2 separate regions of the Gossypium arboreum genome follow, and region 1 is linked to region 2. A link is a contact called in public Hi-C data. All regions are on one chromosome and are shown on one strand. The core of a region is the stretch at or near the end of the contact, and the rest is flanking DNA. Distances in the headings are between cores, read along the strand shown.

The links. Hi-C and Micro-C count contacts between places; a contact is called where the count stands out from the background.
Region 1: a contact with region 2 is called in a Hi-C map of leaf, with 2.5 times the contacts expected there. The contact joins the enhancer-like site here to the promoter of LOC108476091 in region 2. A contact is called at or near these places in 2 of 5 Hi-C or Micro-C datasets (both in leaf).

What each region holds. Positions count from the first base shown.
Region 1 is chr3:30,965,364-30,968,063 of ASM2569848v2, reverse strand. It overlaps LOC108475989 (putative clathrin assembly protein At2g01600), which reads left to right. Exons shown (of 14, transcript XM_053025640.1): 12 at 76-403; 13 at 512-633; 14 at 990-1,610. The coding sequence ends at 1,343. Among protein-coding and RNA genes, the nearest start is that of LOC108475989, 10 kb to the left of the region's middle. Within about 2 kb of position 1,398, at least 1 of the 2 cell types and tissues checked has an H3K27ac peak or open chromatin away from gene starts, as enhancers often do. A contact at or near this core is called in leaf, where this site is marked.
Region 2 is chr3:30,931,642-30,934,341 of ASM2569848v2, reverse strand. LOC108476091 (myosin-binding protein 2) reads left to right here and starts at 1,309. Exons shown (of 3, transcript XM_053025639.1): 1 at 1,309-2,700. The coding sequence starts at 1,787.

The DNA of each region.
Region 1 (2,700 bases), core at 149-2,648, 34 kb before region 2:
CGTTTTTTCCCTTTTCTTTTCTTTAAAAAAAGATATTGGTATATGCTATAAGAACTAATGGTCCATTGTTTACAGCTTCAATTAACATACAGACCTGAGGAAGGCCCTTCTGAAGATACTAAATTATCCAATGATGAACCTGAGCCATCTGCTCCTGCTGATGAAAATGCAGCTTTCACTGTTGAGACTGCTCCCCCTCCCCCTCCCCCAACTCAGACCAACATGGACACTGGAGATTTATTGGTAATGTTTCTTTTGGAGTTCCATAATGTTATCCTACTTTTCTACTTCATTTTTTTTATTGCATATTGGTGGGTTCAGGGATTGAATTATTCTGCACCTGATGCCTCAGCAATTGAGGAAAGCAATGCTTTAGCTCTAGCCATAGTGCCAACTGAATCTGGTAAATTATGTTTCTTTTTCTTTCTCTTTTTCTCCCTTAGTTAATGGTTGTCCTGATGGTCTTTGCTATTACCACAATTAGCTAAGGTGCAAAAGTTTTATTTTGCAGGTACTGCTTCAACATTTAATTCTAGTGCTGGTCAGCCTGTAGAATTTGATCCTACTGGATGGGAACTTGCCCTTGTCACCACACCAAGTACCGATATTTCTGCACCTACTGATAGGCAATTGGTATGCGCTTTCTGTGCTTTAACTTCTTATTTTGTTCTTATGTGTTGCTGTTGATTGGGGAATATAACACTTTACTGGCCAAGGCTTGTGATGGTTGAAAGGTTAGGATTTGGTTGAAATATTGCCAAAGAGAGGCTTCACTTATAACTTTTGAGAACTGCCTTACTATCTCCAGCCTTATTTGTTAATTTTGGAATTAGGGCATGTTAGTTCTGGTTTTACTTCTCTGGAAGTGATCATCTTTATTTCTCCCTGCGTTTTTGGATTGTTATATACTAAATGAGTGTAAATACATTGAAGACTTTCTGAACCCCGAGCAAACTTACCTAATTAAACTTGTGGCTGATAATTTTCAGGCTGGTGGATTGGACTCGCTCACTCTCAACAGTTTATATGATGAAGCAGCATATAGAGCTCAGCATCCTGCATATGGAACACCAGCTCCAAATCCATTTGAGGTACAAGACCCATTTGCCATGTCAAATAACGTTGCTCCCCCACCTGCAGTGCAAATGGCAGCAATAGCTCAACAACAAAACAATCCTTTTGGTGCTTACCAACCTGCTTATCAGCAGCAGCAGCAACAATTGATGATGAGCCCATCAAATCCATTTGGTGATACAGGGTTTGGGGCATTTCCGGTGAACCAAGTGGCCCCTGTTGGTCAACCACATGCTAATAATCCATTTGGAAGCACAGGCCTGTTGTAATGTTAAGTGTGAAGAGTTGGGTTTGTGGATTTTGGTTGGTTTGATCAGTTTGGGCATCTTTTTATGAGATGATGGAAAGAGTGGGTAGGTTGTGTTTTAGGCATACGATGAATGGCTTTCAGCAGCTATCTTTTATTACATTTTGTATGGGGTTGTAAAGTCAGTAGTTCAAAGATGTAATAATATCTTAGATGATCACTACAATTATTTTTGAAAATTCCCAGCCATGTGCATCTTTTGAAATGTCAATGAATCTATTCGAATTAACTGTTAGTTGACACTTAGGTATTGGATTGAGTTAAGTTGGATAATGATATAATGATTAAAATAATATATTTTTGTTTTATTTTTTTTTATTAATTGTCAATTTATTTGGTTTGTTGGGTTGAAAAATAGAAGGAAGTGAATGACTTCAATTTGATCTGTTCGGTGAACACATATCTTGTTGGTTGAACCAAAAAATAAATAAAGTACGACTTAGCTTTGCTGAGTCTGCTAGTAATTTAAAGGGCAAATTTCAATTTCACAAGTCAAGTGCATCGTATTCATGGTGATGACCTTATAATTAATATATGCTTACATTTGTACCTTCTATTTACCATTTTTTTAAATGTTTTCACAAAAATATTTACTACATTCTTAAAATGGAAAATCGTTGTTTGGGTATTTTAAAAATTTTAAAATTTTAAATAAGTAAAGGTAAATTTGCACTTTAGTTCCCCTAAAATTATGAAAATTTAATTTAATCATTTAAAAATTATAAGATATAGACTATTAAAATTAAAATTTTATTATCACCTCCTACAAAAATTTTCTGATTTACGTAAGTATTTGAATTTATAATTTCTAATTATTTAGTTTTTAATTTATTTTTAAATTTAACTGGTAGCTAAAATTGAAGATAGTAAATTAAGTTGGTACTTTTTATTGATATTTGACTAGCACCATTAAATTTTAGGTTGACAACCAATAGAATGTTAAAACATGTTGCAAAATAAAAATAATAATATTTTTTGAAAATTTAAAAATGTAAAAATTAGGATATTTATTTATTTTTATTTTACATGCATAATGCATATGGGTGACCATTTTTCTAGATTCATTTTGAATTTTAGTAATTTTATATTTTTTATAATTTCAAAAATAACCATAAACAAAAACAAACTCCTATAATTTATTAATTTTCAACTTTTTATTTTTATATTTTTAAATTTTTTCTTGATTTTAGGTTTTATTTTATTTTATTGATTTCATGTTCACAATAAATCTAGAGAAATGATTGTCCAAATTTAAATGAACATAGACAATCATTTGTTTAGGTTCATTCTGAACATATATTTCTCTAGGAATTTTATAT
Region 2 (2,700 bases), core at 60-2,559:
GAAAACTAAACTGAAATTAAAAGACTAATTCTAGGCTAAGTGAATGGTGTCTTTTCCATATGAGAAAGGAGCCTATTTATAGATCTCAGGTGGTCGTCTTCCTTAACCCTAAGTTAGCTGACATTCCCGAGCTCTAAGTTTGATTTTACAGACCAAAACGCCCCTTGGTTCGTGTCTTAATTTCGTCCAGAGTTGATGTCGCGACACACCAAGACCTGTGTCACGACAAATGAGTCAGTATACTCCCCTTGTGGTATCTTCAGGGGTATGTCGTGACACCCTTAAGCTGTGACGCGACATCGAAGGTACTTTCATGATTTCTCCATTTTGTTCCTTATGTTGCGACATCGAACCTTCCATGTTGTAACGTAGTGACCAGTATTGATTTGGCATACCTTTTAATGGTCTCCTACACACTTATAAAGTTCATTAGCTCACCCTTAGGCCTCATTTGACCCCTAAGGTCAATAAAAGACTCATTTGCCACATTTTATTAACTTAACGGAAATTTAAGAAAACATAATTAAACTTAATTAAAATGCTTGTCTTTAAGCTCCTAAAGTGCGGATATTAGATTAATCTGCAACATCGAATTACGACAGATCAGTATTCTTATGACCTGAAAATTTTTTCATGGAAAAGGCGGGACGAACTGCAGGTTTTATCTTGGAATTCTCGAGTTTTTAGAAAATTATTAAACTTTTTTCAATTTTTTCAAATTTCAATCCAACCATTTTTTTTATCTAACAGTTAAATTTAATTTTTCAAATTAACAAAACTTTTTTTAATGTAGTGGTTGTTGATGTGGCATGGAGGGAGGGGAAAGTGCACCCCATAGCAAATATAAGTCTAGTAGGACGCGCTTTTACCACATGTACAAAATTGACATATTTCCTTAAATTTAAAAATGCGAGATATTTTGAACGCGCTTTCATTATTTGTAAAAAATCAATTAATTTCTTTAAATTAAAAGAAAACATATCTCTCATTTTCAATTAAAACGATATTTTTACCTAATTTTACCTAAAAATTGAGTGAAAATAGTTTATTTATTTATTTATCTTCTTATACTAAATGCAAGAAAAAGAATAACCTGGTTGAGAGCTGAGGGATAAATATATGAAATAAAATCAAAACAAAATAAGTAAAAAAAGGAAAGAAAGAGCATCTGGTAACAAACATGGCTTCTAAATGGACCCCACTCTTGTCCACTAATTCATTGCTACAAAGCTTTGGTGGGCCATTCCATTTTAATTTCTTTTTCCAATTTTGATTACATTATTCACAATGAATTTACACTTTATTTTAATTTTTTAGAAACAAAATAACATAATAAAAGAAAATTACATCATACAAACATACCCTTTTTTTTTTTTTTTGAGGGGTCGAAGATTGGAATCTGGACCAAACATTGATACTCTGGTCATCCGATTCACCATTTTGTTTTGCTTCTTTCTCTTGTTGATCTGTTTTCAGATCTGAATACCTTGGAAACTCTCATACTCATACTCAGCCTACAGTCTTTTTTAACATCATAGGTATTTTTATGGATATTGTGAGAAATGTTTGCCCATTTATTATTTCCTTTTAAGGCCCTTTCATTGCTTCCTTCTAATACTACTCTTTCTTATTCAAAACCCTTAAATCTCTCTTCCTCTTCCTCTTCCTCTCGTTCTTATCTAACAAATACTACCCTTTCTTTGTTTCTTTGTTTCGTTTTGCTTTTGTTCCTTTTCACGACTCGCCAAGTCTCTCTGTACATAGAACAAACCAAAGAACTCCATTAATGGCTGCAAATAAATTTGCAACCATGTTGCATAATAATACAAACAGGGTCACTCTTGTTCTTGCATATGCATTGCTGGAATGGGTTCTCATCCTTCTTCTCCTTCTCAATTCTCTCTTTTCTTATCTGATCATCAAATTTGCTGATTACTTCGGTCTTCAAAGGCCTTGCCTTTGGTGTACTAGGCTTGATCATATCTTTGACCCATCCAAGTACAACAATTCTTATAGGGATCTTGTTTGCGATGGTCATGCCAACGAGATTTCTAGACTGGGTTATTGTTCATCCCATCGGAAACTAGCCGAGTCTCGAGATATGTGTGAGGATTGCTTGTCCTCATCACGGTCGGATTGTTGTGACTTGTCAAAGAAGTTAGCTTTTTTCCCATGGATGAAGCAGGTCGGTTTGATTCAAGATGGTGGCGATAAAGTGATGGAAAATAGTGAAGTGAATTCCAAGTGTTCTTGTTGCGGTGTCATGTTGGAGAAAAAGTTGAACTTTCCTTATCTCTTGATTAAGCCTTCTTGGGAGGTTTTGGATTATCCCCACAAAGGTAATTTAATTACTGAAGATGGAGGATTTGATAATGTTGAAGATGAAGGCAATGCTTCAGATGGAGCCAAATCAGATGTTTTGGCTGATTTTCAGGAAGATAAACAAAGGGTTGAAGAAAACAATAGAGTTGAGATCTTATCTCATGGTGATGAGGATGAGGATGGGGGTGAGGGTGAGGGTGTTGGAGGAGAACTGGGAAAAGAGGAGTTTTCATGTTTTATTTCTAGTTTTGATTGCAATCAAATGGCTACCAATGAAGATGATGTGATCTTAGAGAAAGATCTGGTATCAATGGAAGAAGAAAAAGAAGGAAACTTAAATGTGTTAATGGATGGCCCTGAGTTGACTCAAGTCGCTTG